3 separate regions of the Sus scrofa genome follow, and all the other regions are linked to region 2. A link is a contact called in public HiChIP or PLAC-seq and promoter capture Hi-C data. All regions are on one chromosome and are shown on one strand. The core of a region is the stretch at or near the end of the contact, and the rest is flanking DNA. Distances in the headings are between cores, read along the strand shown.

Region 1 (4,400 bases), core at 230-2,729, 260 kb before region 2:
AGGTAATGAATGAGAAGTCAGACTAATGCAACAGACCTAACAAAAGGGAGAAAATGAGGGCCTGAATTAAAATGGACAGAGACATTGCACAGGCAGACTTGAATGTTAACTAAGAGAAATTAACAGAGGGAGAACACATATGAAAAGGGAGGACTTTTAGAAGGTCAGAGCCAAGAAAACCCTCTGAAATCACCCAGTGTTGATCCAGTGCTTCATTCTCTTCCAGAAGAAAAGCTCTTTTACAATTTCTGGATCACAAACATTTCAAAAGTCTTTTAAGTTATCAGATGATCAAATACAAAGTGTTTAAAATCAAACACTACAGATGTACATAAAATGAAAATAGTTGCCAACCTACCATTCAAAGTTGCACTTGTATGTTAATAGTTTCAGATACTCTTAATGTTACACTGGCCTGTGTTCACAAGGGTGTAGGAGGGTTGTAACCGCCCCCACCCCCCCTTTTTGGCTGCACCTTCCGGCATTCAGAAGTTACCAGACCAGGAATCAAACCTGTGCCACAGGAGTAACTAGAGCCAATGCAGTGACAATGTGGAATCCCTAACCTGCTGAGCCACCAGGAAACTCCTGTAATCCTTTTCTAAAATTACACATAATGAGATCATAAAGGCTTCAATTTTCTTCTTTTTATTCAGCAACATATATTAGAGATCTTTCCATGTCCACATACTGGATCTGCCTCAGTTTTTCTAATAGCTTCATAGCATTACATAGTCACGTATCATCAATTTAAGAATCCCCTTTTATTGGATATTCAGGTTGTTCCTAGGTTTTTTTTTTTGTTTTGCTGTCACCTTCTATCATGAAAGTACATTTTGTGTGCGAGCATACCTCTACGTTAAATTTCTATAACAGGAATTACTGGATCAAAAGGTATGAGTTTAAAATATTGATGGATCCGGTCAAATTGCCAGGATAGTACCCCTTCTTAAGAGGAGGAGAAAAGTCAAGGACTTCGATATAGGATTGTGGAGTCCTCCCTGGCAAGCGACTGCCAGGGGCACACCTCAGAGCCTGGACTTGAACACTGTCTTTCGCTTTTCAGCCCAGAATCCTCCCCTCTCTGAAATTTCAGCTAAATTCAACCTTCTCTGAGACTGGGAAAAGCCTCCCCCGCTACCACGCCATCCCTGTCTCCATAACTGGGGGTGTCACTCTCCCCTTCTCAAGTAGAAGGATCCTCTCACCGATGGTTCTCGTTGAGCAGGGAGAAAAGCGGACCGAGGTGCAGTTCCGCAGCATGCTCACGGAGCTCGCTGAGTGGCACCGACTGCAGCACCGATTGCAGAGCGCGCAGCTCCTCCAGCGGCGCCTCCAGCCGCGACACCTCCCTCAGGAGCGCCAGCACCTGGGCCGCCATCTTGCCCCCTCCCGCCTATGTGCCGGCCCTCTTCCCGGCGCATTTTCCCGAACCTCGCGAGATCCGCCTGGCGCAGCCTCTGTTCCCTGAGTTTTGGCAGGACTGGGACCAGCCAGGGCGAGCCAATAGCATTTCAGAGTTGGCGGCCGCGCGCGCTCAGGGGCTGCTAAGCCTCGCGAGACCAGGACCCATTGGGGTCGCTGATGTTACGGGGTCGCGCGGGGTGTCATCTTGGCTACGGCTCTGTTAGTTCCACAGTCCGATGCTGCGGTCTGTTTGCTTCTTTCCCACCGAGAGGGAAGGCAGAGGAAGTGCCCCGCAAGCGGAGTAGGGAGAATGAGGACCAACCGAAGGTTAAACGGCCCTGCGGGCGTCCCCCGGCTCTAAAGCCAGGCTCTCAGCAGTGGTTAAAGTGGAGGCCGCTGCAGCTTGAGCAGCGTCTTAGGCCGAGCGGAGGGATGGGCGTACTGCTCCCGGGCCAAAGACGTTTTAAGAGGAGGCGGAGGGTCATGGCTCTGGAAGACGAAATGAAAATTCTCGATAACCTGGAGGAAGGCGTGAGTAAAGGCGGCGTGGGGCGCCCTTTGGGCGTCAGTCAGGCAACCACACGGATCCTGAAGCAAAACGAGAAGGCCATCAGGGCCAGCATATTTCGCCATCTACTCCAGGTGCTGTGCATTCCCCGTGTCGTAAACATTGAGAAGATGGAGACTTGCGTTAATCTTTTGGGTGTAGGATTAGACCAAAGGGGGCCGGTCTCTGACGCCGAAGGCCAGCTGCGGGGGCAACCCAGAGAAGTTTTCAGCGTACAAGGGATGGTTTGAGAAGTGGGGAAGTGGCTGTAGTCTGAGAAATTCGAAGTTGGTGGGGGAGGAAGAACCGTTAAATACCCAGTCGGCTCTCATGTATTCCAAGCAACTCCAGAAACTGAGGGGAGCCGGAGGCTTTGTGTCTCAGTAGGTCTTCAACGCCAAGGAGATGAGCCTGTTTTGAAAGTGCTTTCCTTCGTGTGTTTTTGGGGAAAGAAACAAAAATCCGGAAAGTTTAGAGGAAGCTAAGGATAGATTTTCCCTCATTTTTTGTGCCATCGATGCAGGTGAGAAAATGATAAAAATCGTTGCTGCTTTATGAAGATCCTAATCCTACTTGTCTTGTGGAAAAAAATAAACGCCTTCCTGTTTTCTGGCGGTCACTAACAGTATCTTTAACAGCTGTCATCATTTTGGATTGGTTTCCTAATTGTCTTACTCATCGAACCTGGAATTATTTAACAAAAAAAAATCTTTTTTAGGGCCACAGGTGCGCCATATGGAAGTTCCCAGGCTAGGGGTCACATCGGAGCTGCAGCTGCCAGCCTCCCCACAGCCATGTAGGATCCGAGCTGGGTCTGCGACCTACACCACATGGCAAGCCAGATCTTTAACCCACTGAACGAGGCCAGAGATTGAAGCCGCATTCTCATGGATACTAGCTGGGTTCATTTCTGCTGAGCCACAACAGGAACACCCCAGAAAAAAATCTTGAATTCAGTGTTGCTAACTTTGGACCGGTGTCCCAATTACCTAGACTCATATTCTTTGTTCATTCTAATGTTGATATTGTGTTTCTCCCTCTGGAAAGCACTAACTATCTTCAGCCCTTGGATCAGGGTATAGTTGAAGCTTTCAAGAGGTTCTGCACGGAGCGTGTATTTGACCACTTTGCTGACTCTATTGAAAAAAAAGCCTTGCTGATGCTTTGGTAGTAATAAAAGAGGTGAGGGATGATAAAAAACCAGCTGCTCTTAATAAAGCCTAGTGGAAACTTTGGGATGATGCTGGTGATTATGCATGTTTCCCTAGAGCTAATGAAGAGGTTGAAAAACAGTCTGCAAAATGGATGGGTTTTCAATTCATTGATATCGATGAAAGTAAAATTAATGAGCTACTTGTTTCAAGCTTTGGCAATAACAGTCTGTATCTGTAGATGAGGAAGAAGACAAATCTCTGGAACCAGAGATAAAGATGAACCTAAGGAAACCAAATACTGTCTTATACTAGGCGCCAGACCTCATTGATGCAGTTGATACGGATTCTTTCCTGGCTGGAAGTTTGGCTTTTACAAAAGATTTTAGTAAATTGTATACTTATAAAGAGGTGCAAAAGAACCTTCAAAATTAAGCAGAGAGTTGAAGAGAAAGGAAGACACAAACAAAAAGAAGTGTGTGAAAAAAATGGTACAGAATCTGAAGAGTCTTGAGGCCGGATCTGAATCCAGTAAGGAGGAGGAAAGAAAGAAAGAGGGTAAGAAGTGTCCAGAAGAGCTTGGAGCCTCAGGTAGTGAGTGGCTCTGAGACTTACCATATCTTAAGAATCTGCCAAAGGCTTAAATGGACTTTTGGAGTCTAATCTTGGAATTGAATCTGGAGAGAGTAGAAGTGCCTGAGTTGAAGCAAGAAAAGACTATAAAGATGGTTTCTTCCAAATAACAGTTCATCTCTTGCCATCCTTCCCTGTTACCCCAACATTACCTTCATCATGACCATCCTTATAATCACCAGTCACGCATCCATGTCATGTGATCACTTGACAAACATTTGTTGAGCATAATCTGTGCGGGGTCCTGTGCTGAACTCTGGGACATCATCTCAGAATCTAAGGTAAAATGGTCCTTAACAGTGGCCTTTCTTATTAATGTAATAGGTATAAAATTTTACAGCCTTGATTTATTTTGAATAAATCAACTTTGACTATAAAGTTTTTTTTTTTTAGGACTACTCAGCCTCATTTTCCCTAACACTGTTTTTTCCACAAGTGGAGATTTCTTGAGTAAACCTTGTTTGGTAGTTGGCATGAGATCACCTGCTCTTGAAATGCTGACATGGTCTTAGGTTTGGTAAGGCACTTTTCCATTAACCTCTGTTAACTCTCACTTGAGGTCTGTGAAAGAGGTATTAGCACTTCTTTACCCCCCTCCCCCGCGCCCAAAAAAACTCAGGTTAAATAATTTGCCTGAGTCTGCATAGCTGTTGATGTAAATG
Region 2 (4,201 bases), core at 769-3,268:
TGTATATTTTTGAAAGCTACTTATCAGATTGATAATAGATCCCACCTGAACATCATTACAGACTTTGAGATGCATAGCAGTGAAGTGAGGCAATATATCCAATTCTCTGTTGGAAAAGTGAAAAAGAAACCAGCATCAAGATAAACAATCAAAAAATAGAACTGAAATTCAATAATGTACACATTCCAAACCAATAAATATCACCAGAACTTAGAATTTAAAAAAGATTCATCTTCCTTTTAATTTGAAATGTGAAGCTTTTCATGAATTTTGGCTTTTCTACTACTCCAAGGCCCTCCTTCCGTTTTGCATAAATGGTGGGACAGAGGGGAGCAACATTCACATGAAAATGAATGTGAGTGGCGCCCCCTGCTGGAAGTCTCCTGAATTTCCTATACCATAATCCATCTCCGCCTCTAGAAAAAATTACAAGCGCCTTATATAGCTTATAATAAGGCCCCTTCTCCAGTTTTGGCTTCTACATTCCATATTTTTGGCTGCCATCCTGTTCTACTTAACATCCAGCCAAGCTTTTTTTCTTTCCCTCCTCCTAGGATTTGCACAAGTTTTTCCCTTTGTCAAGTGCATTCTTCCCCATTACCATACTCCTTGACTAAGTTCTTTGCCTCTTTCAGGACTTAGGATGAGGCAGCACTTCTTCGGGAACTTTTGTCTAATATTAAAATAGCTAAAACATACTGAGAACTTATTACAGGGCATGTGAAAATACTTAGAACAGTTCTAAGTTCTTTCACCTGAAAGAACTTTTATAATTACCAGGGTAACTATCGGAAGTAGGTAGAATTATCCCATTTCCTAGATGAGGAAACTGAGCTCAGATAGAGAAAACTCCTAAAATAGTGTTACACAGATGGACAATGAACTGTCTGGCGAAGAATGGAAGAACTGATTGTGAGAAAATGGTAAGAACAAGGAATTGGAGGTCACAACGAAGAGAATTAACTGTACTATCTCGAGGTCTTTCTAGCAAGCAAGCTGTTAAAAATGGAGAATTATGAGAGTTCCCCTTGCGGCCCAGCCATAAGGAACTTGACTAGTATCCATGAGGGCACGGGTTCAATCCCTGACCTCGCTCAGTGGGTTAAGGATCTGTCATTGCTGTGAGCTGCTGTATAAGTCACAGATGAGGCTCAGATCTGGAGTTGCTGCTGCTGTGGCGTAGACCAGCAGCTGAAGCTCTGATTCAACCCTCAGCCTGGGAACTTCCATATGCTGCAGGGGGGCAGCCCTAAAAAGACGAAAAAAAGACGGGGTGGGGGGAGGGAGGGAGGAAGGAAGAAAGAAAAGAAAACCCCAAAAAAGATTGGAGAATTATGGTAAAGGAGAGGTAATGCTTGCATTGGTGATTTCCGGGGATGGTGTGACCGCGGATGCTGTCACTGTCCAGGGTACCAGCTTGGAAATGGGAGGCTGGAGCGCAGGAAAGTGTCCTTGGTCTTTTGAAAGAAGTCGCTGTATATTTCCCTGGCATCCGGCGCAGTATCCGCTCAATTCTCTTAAACTATCTGTTGAATATACATGGTGAAACGCAGCCCTTTCAGGCAAGCCCCAATCGAAGTTTCTTCAACTGCTTCTTGCTTCGGCTTCCCTGGCACAACCAGAGGAACATTCTCTGCCAAAGCTTCCACCCAGGCTGCTCTCCCTCCCTTAACCGGGTGGCAGCTGGCGCCCAAGCTACTTTCGCTCAGCGGTTCATCCACGTCCGGCCAGTTTGGTCCCTGAAGAAGAAAATTCACCTTAGAAATGCGCTGTGCAAAGGAGGAGCGTGCTGAGAGGCCAGACGGGCAGCCTCGTAAGTGCGGGAGCTTGGTGACAGGACTACAATGGTGCCTCAGGCAGTCCTGAGGCCCAGCCTTCGAGGAGCGAGGCGTGAGGCGTCCGCCGCTGGGCGGAGGAGCCGCAGGAAACCTGGCCCCTCACGGGTTCCCGCGCGCCTTTGCGCGCCGGCGGTCTAGACGGCGGGAAGCCCAGCCCCACCCCCAGCTCCGAGGAGGGGCGTGGTCGTATCAGGCCCCGCCCACGCCGCGCGCACAGCCCCACAGCAACCGGCACAACACAAGAAAATGGCCGCCGCGCTGCTGGGCGCCTGAAGGGAACGACTTGCGTGTCTCCGCCCGGTCTCGTCCAGCGATCCCACTCCACCTGGCTCCTCAGTGGTGAGTGCCAGGCCTGGTCAAGGCCGTTCTCCGGCATCCGTACGGAGCCGTGGGGGCCGGCGGCAAAGGCTGGAAGGCCTGGACCAAGCGCGGGATGGATTCACGGCGGGGGCGTATGCCTGGGAGTTGGGATTGGATGGAAAGGAGGGGAGGGCCCGGAACGGGCGTGGGGAGGAGGATGATGGAGGGAGGTTTGGTTGAGAAGTGAGGTCAGCGGTGGGGGGTGCGGGGGGTGCGGGCGGCGGGGGGTGCGGGGACAGCTGGGCTGGAGGACTGGAGTGTGGGGAAGTGTGAACGCTGGGGTGCAGCGCTGAGAAAGGTGGGGTCCGGCCACCGAGAGGAGGAGGGAGGGGCTGGGGAGTGACAGAGACGCAGGATGGTTTGGGTATCCTGACGGTCGTCATGGGATTGGGCAGAATATGGTACATGTATAAAAACAAAAATTAGGATACTGGGAAGAAATGTTAAAAAGAAGAGGAAGAGCAAATACTTTGTTGTATAACGGTTATGGAACAGGTGCATTTTGAAGTCAAAACTTGACTTCAAGTCTTGATTCTGCCACCTTGTGTTACCGGCTCTGTGACTGGGCATCTTAACCTTCCTGAGCAAATGTTTTCTCACTTATAAGAATAATTGCTAACAACTACAAATGTGATAAATTCATTGAGTAATAATAAAAAAGAATAATTGCTAATTACTTTTGAGTGTACACTGTGTGCCGAATTCAGTTCTAAGTCCTTTGCATGTATTAGAATTTAAAATAACTTGCATGAGGTTTTTGTCCCCATTTTCTAAGTGATGAAACTCGTTTGCCTTAAGTCCCTACTCTCTTACAGCTTAAACTCTAGAAGAAACAAGCAGTAATCAAGTTGTTTCACAAATAATCATTTAATTCTAATTGTAAGCTGTTATAAAGGATACTCTTCGATGCAGAGACCATGTATAATAGGGAGATAAAATACAATTGTGCATCTTGAGTGTAGAAACCCTACCATCTCAGCCCTGTATTCTTAGAGCCTCACAGTTCCTGGTGCATAAAAGTTGTTAAATAAAATTGAATGACTGAGTAAATAATAGAGAAGGGAAGCTTGGAGTTGGGGCACCTAAGTAGAATGGGGAGAGTTGTGAGAGGGGACATCAGGATGTTAACAGAATGGAGGAGGACACAGCTGTCGAAGTGTTGGAAGGGAAGGGCAGGTAGACAGGCACTTGGGTTGAGATGAAGAGGAAAGGGTAGAGGTTTGAAGAAGGAATAATTAGAAGTCAGAGAATTGGAATGGATTAGGATGTTAGAATATTTGCTCTGATGAGCAGTGTAGGAACTCAAGATGGATATAGAAGTGTGGAGGCAGGGTACTGGGAAGAGCTATAGAGAAATGGAGGAGACTAATACAGTGATAGGGAATTGGAACAGAATTTGTGGGAGAACTTGGCAATCAGAATGAGAGGAAGGATGGGAGGCAGAGGCTGATGAGCACAAGGTGGGAGAATTGCCTTTGGAAAGAAATGGGAACTAAGGATATTTGAAAGGACTAGTGAAGGAGAGTAAGAGTATTTAGATGGGGTCGAGGGTATGGGATGAAGTAGAATTGCAGGGAATGTACTGAGATCTGATTAAAGGGCTAAGGGATGCAGTAGAGAGGGATATGGAAGTGAAGAAATGGGGATGGATATTTGCATATTGGAGTGGCCAGGAAGAGAGATGGAAGGTTTGAGGATTATTGAGGTCTGCTTTATTTGGAAAAGATCAGAGAAGAAGATGGAAAGTTAGGAATGTTAGGAAAGGCTGGGTAGAGATGGAGGTGTGGTCTCTGCTGAGTTGTGATGAAAGGAATTTTTAGATCAGGGCAAATATCTGAGTCTGAGAATGACAGAATGCCTGGTCATATGATTCTGATAATCACGTCATTCCAATGGATTTCTCTTACTCTTCACACTACCTTCTGGGCCTTCAAAATGCATCTCCGGCTTTGGACTTGTTTTGCTTGTTTTGTTTTCTCTTTATCCTGCCCCTTTACACACTC
Region 3 (3,992 bases), core at 1,155-3,654, 290 kb before region 2:
GAGGCTCTTTTCTATTATCATTTTTAAAAAATAAAGCAGGTCCCATTAACTTGGCAGAATGTATTATTTAAAAAATCAGTTTTTATTTCTTTAAATAATGAACTGACTCTGGTGAGAACTTTCTTAAGGTCACAGGTTTAAACTGGTCTCTGATATTCCTCAAGGAATATCATGTACTGACAACACAAGGCCCATGGGGAAAACCTCAGGAAGTGGGATTTCAATTCAACATAGGGAGGAGCTTTTAAAATATCAGAGCTTTCCAATAACGGAAGAGCCACCTCCAGAGTGGTGAGCTTCCCATTACTGGGAACAGTCAAAGACAGCTGGATATAAAACACGAGGTAAATGAAATTGTTTTGGACTCAGTCAAATCTTTCACTGATTCAGCCACTTTCTATGCGCTCATGAACATGTTCAACTAACTTCTGTGCTCCAGTTTTATCATCTGTAAAATGGAAGCCAGCTCACCTTGAGGGATATGAGAATCAGAAACAAGAGTAGGGACATGCTTAGTACAGAGTCCCACTCAAATGGCACTTTTGGTTAGTTATTACTGTGAATACCTGGCAGGAAAGCTTTACTAACATCCCTTCCAACTCTATAATAAACTACAAAGTTTCTCTTAAAATGGCTTAAAATATACGAAAGAAAGCTCAATTGTTCAAACTTACTGGGAGTTTAATTTTATAATTAAGGGCAGTTATTGACTTGAGGCTATGATTTCCCCCAGGTGCATTTTCTCTCCAACCTCCCCACACTCCATGGTGTCTCCCCCCCCCACACTTCAGACTAAACATTAAACTTGCCCTTCTGCCCTCAATATTAACAAGCACAAAGCTCTGAAACAGCTGGTATGATGAAAAGATTCCTGAACTGGGAGATGGGAGACCTGGAAATGGTTAACCCCTTATATTCTCCTAGGCAACTCTCATATTTGTACTGGCTTAAAAGACTAAAATACTACTCACAGATATTACTCCATTTGATATCCACGACCTCATGTAAGGTATCAGAGCTATGCTTAACTAACAAATGTGGATATTTATGGCCCAGGAAGTAGAGTGAATTTCCCAGGGTCCCCACAGGAAGGAGCAGGCGAAGCATCTTGCCCAGCCCCCACCCTCTCAACACAAAACAAAACCTCTATCCCTAGGTCTTACTAAATATATAACATTTTTGACAATACAGGATGAATACATTTGCCTATCTCTCCTGCCTCCGGACCAGGCCTCCCTAATCAAGAGTGAAAGCAAGACATGTGTTGTCCTTCAAGAGGAAGCTTCACCTTCCCTCTCTTTTCTTATCCAGCATAACCAGCAGTTTAAGAGCACAGAAGCTTTGAAAACGTTAACAAAATAAACCTACATATATATAAAACACCTTTTGAATATTCAAGAAGCTGGTAATACCAGCTGCTTCCAGAGGAAAGTGGAGGGCTGAGGAATAGGAGTGAGGGTCCCTTTTTAAATTTAAAACCGTGTGAATATCCGATCTATTTAAATTCACCTTCAGTTTTAAAAGGAATTTTTTAAAGCTTTTTAAGAAAGAAATAGTATTTCTAAAATAAGGGCTCTGCAATTCCACTTGTTGCTGGGTGATCCTGGAAAAATCACTTCACCTATGTCAAGCCCTGTTTCCTCACTTGTAAAATGTAACCAGGAACAGCATTACCTACAACGGTATTCACAGGATAAACAGGATAACACACGTAAAACAGCACAGTGCCCCGCACACTGTAAGCTTACAAGAAACGCCGGTTACCATCATTACTTAACACGAACCTTGTTATCTTTATTGAAAACAGCACCTCACATACACACCTGTTTCTAAAACATACGCATAATTATGGCGCAGCCCCTCGCATTAGTACAGCGCTCTATACTTCATAAACCACCTATCTACACTTCATCATCTTTCAAACTCATGGCAGCCCTGGGACATCATTGTTAACTCAGTTCGCAGCTAAGGAAACTGAGGCACCAAGAGGCAATCACTCTGAGACTTAATCCTTCCATCTCTAAATCAACTCCAGATCCCTTCAATCCGTTCGTCGCTCCCAGGTCCCCAGCTCCCGAAGCCGTGTTCCGCGCGGCACTGACCTGAGCGAGCGCCCCGGGGCCCGGGACCTCGCGCCGGGTTCACACCGACTAGGCGCGCTCGGGCCGCCAGAGCCTCGCAGCGGCCGGGTCCGCTCCGCAGCCATGGCGCCTGCAGGGAGAGAAAGACAAACAGCCCGAGGCGGGGCAGGTCAGCAGAGGCGCGGGAGCTAGACAACCCCCTCTCCGCCCCAGCCCCGCCTCATATCAGACCTGGACCAGCGGCCGCCGTTCGGGGTCCGCAGCCTCACAGGGGAGCGGCTTCCGGTGCTGCCTGCGTCATCTCCGCGCGTCCCTACTCCCGCGGCGCCCAGCGGACGCGGCTGCATTTCCGGCCTCGCCTTAAAGGGGAAGCGGGAGGGCGGAGGCGCGTAGAGGGAGGTGGAGCTTGCGCAAGGCCGCTTCGACCTGTGGCTCCTGGACTAGTTTGCTTGCCTTAGCTGTACACGTGAGTGTTTGTCCAGCGGGTTTATGTCTTTCATCCAGTCTAATCTTAAACTCTGAGCCACTTTTCCTTATTATGATAACTTTACAGAGAGAGAGGGAGAAGTTAAGAGATGTGTCCAAAATCAAACAATGCGTGGCATAGATATATCATATAGACAGTAAGGTAGTCAGTCCATTTAGTGAGGGCACAGCCAAGGCTCCACGCATCCTGAGTACTTCTAAGGTACTTGAAACATGGGAAATAAAAAGTTGACTCTCTGTGGTGGAAGCCAAGTATGGAGTCCAAATATGGGTACACAGATTGGATAACCTTTATGAAAGAGAAGGCAGTGCTAAGGTAATCAAGAAAACTAAGCATTTGTAGCGAATGGTCAACCCCAATATGGTAGGAGTTTGATGCATCAAATTGAAAATTCCGGGTGGAAATGAGGTAGGAGGTAGATGGGCCCCTGGGCTGAGAACAGCTGGGACTTGTTAGGCCAAGTAAATTGGGCCTTATTTCTCTTTGACACTTCAAGGAGAAAGTTAATTGCCGGAGCTGAGTTCTGCAGGAGTAGAAAGATAAGATGACCACTTCAAATCACTCCTGGGGTCAGGGAGAGCTCCCCAATTGCACATGCACAGTAAGATTCCTAAGGGTCAAAAAGGGAGGGGGTGTCAGGCCATAGTAAGTCTTGATATAATCCCAGAACCCTTTGCTCTGGACTTCATCATATCAGGGAGGGCCCTGGATCTGGTCGTGTGTGAGAAATGAAACAAGGTAATTGGCCAAAGGAAAACAAAGACCCAGAAGAACTGTCCTACACAAGTGATTTAAATCACCTCTCTGGCGAGCTCCTCCTCAGGGGATGTCCGAACCTGCACTTCTCTTTAGGGTGTGTATTAATTCTTTGCTTCTGACTTAATAAACTGCTTCTCTGTGTGCTCTCCCACATGTTTTACTGTGACTCTAATAATAAAGCTTGCACCTATTTTTATAGTCTTTGCCTCCTTGAAACATTCTTGCTTTCAACAGGGGGCAAGAATCAGGGCAATTCTACTTCTAGCCTCTAGCTGGTCTAGTGGCTAGGATTCCTGGTTTTCCTCTAGGCTGCCCAGCTTCAATTCCTGAGCAGAAAATTAAGATCTCGATTCAAGCCATCACTCACTGCTATCTCTCTGAGATCAGAAATGCCCCAGAGACAATATTATTTGAACCTCTCATGGACAAAAAATCCAAGTTGTCTAAGTTCAAGCCCTGAGGAGATCCAGGAACAAAATATATGGCTCTAAATAAATGAAAATTGCAAAATAGAATTTGTGTTTAATATAAGACCTATCTTTTTTTCTTTGCTTTTTAGGCCACACCCATGGCATACGGAAATTCTCAGGCTGGGGGTTGAATTGGAGCTGTAGCTGCTGGCCTACACCACAGCCACAGCAATGCCAGATCTGAGCCACATCTGT

Evidence for each region. Promoter capture Hi-C pulls out the DNA fragments that hold promoters and counts their contacts. HiChIP or PLAC-seq counts read pairs in DNA pulled down with a chosen protein or histone mark.
Region 1: a promoter capture Hi-C map of fetal liver shows a contact between it and region 2, with 2.4 times the contacts expected there. The contact joins the promoter of PSMD5 here to the promoter of CNTRL in region 2. A contact is called at or near these places in 1 of 5 promoter capture datasets (fetal liver) and 1 of 2 datasets of contacts at active chromatin or transcription factors (alveolar macrophages).
Region 3: a contact with region 2 is called in an H3K27ac HiChIP or PLAC-seq map of alveolar macrophages. The contact joins the promoter of FBXW2 here to the promoter of CNTRL in region 2. A contact is called at or near these places in 2 of 5 promoter capture datasets (fetal liver and liver) and 2 of 2 datasets of contacts at active chromatin or transcription factors (alveolar macrophages and skeletal muscle).

What each region holds. Positions count from the first base shown.
Region 1 is chr1:260,867,288-260,871,687 of Sscrofa11.1, forward strand. PSMD5 (26S proteasome non-ATPase regulatory subunit 5) reads right to left here and starts at 1,480. Exons shown (of 10, transcript XM_021068163.1): 1 at 1,209-1,480. The coding sequence starts at 1,381. It overlaps LOC102164650 (protein CutA homolog), which reads left to right and starts at 1,489. Exons shown (of 6, transcript XM_005660390.3): 1 at 1,489-2,049. The coding sequence starts at 1,585.
Region 2 is chr1:261,131,558-261,135,758 of Sscrofa11.1, forward strand. CNTRL (centriolin) reads left to right here and starts at 2,019. Exons shown (of 44, transcript XM_021068196.1): 1 at 2,019-2,177.
Region 3 is chr1:260,837,823-260,841,814 of Sscrofa11.1, forward strand. FBXW2 (F-box/WD repeat-containing protein 2) reads right to left here and starts at 2,405. Exons shown (of 14, transcript XM_021068123.1): 1 at 2,313-2,405; 2 at 2,103-2,211. LOC110256163 (a long non-coding RNA gene) reads left to right here and starts at 2,476. Exons shown (of 2, transcript XR_002337433.1): 1 at 2,476-2,547; 2 at 3,266-3,527.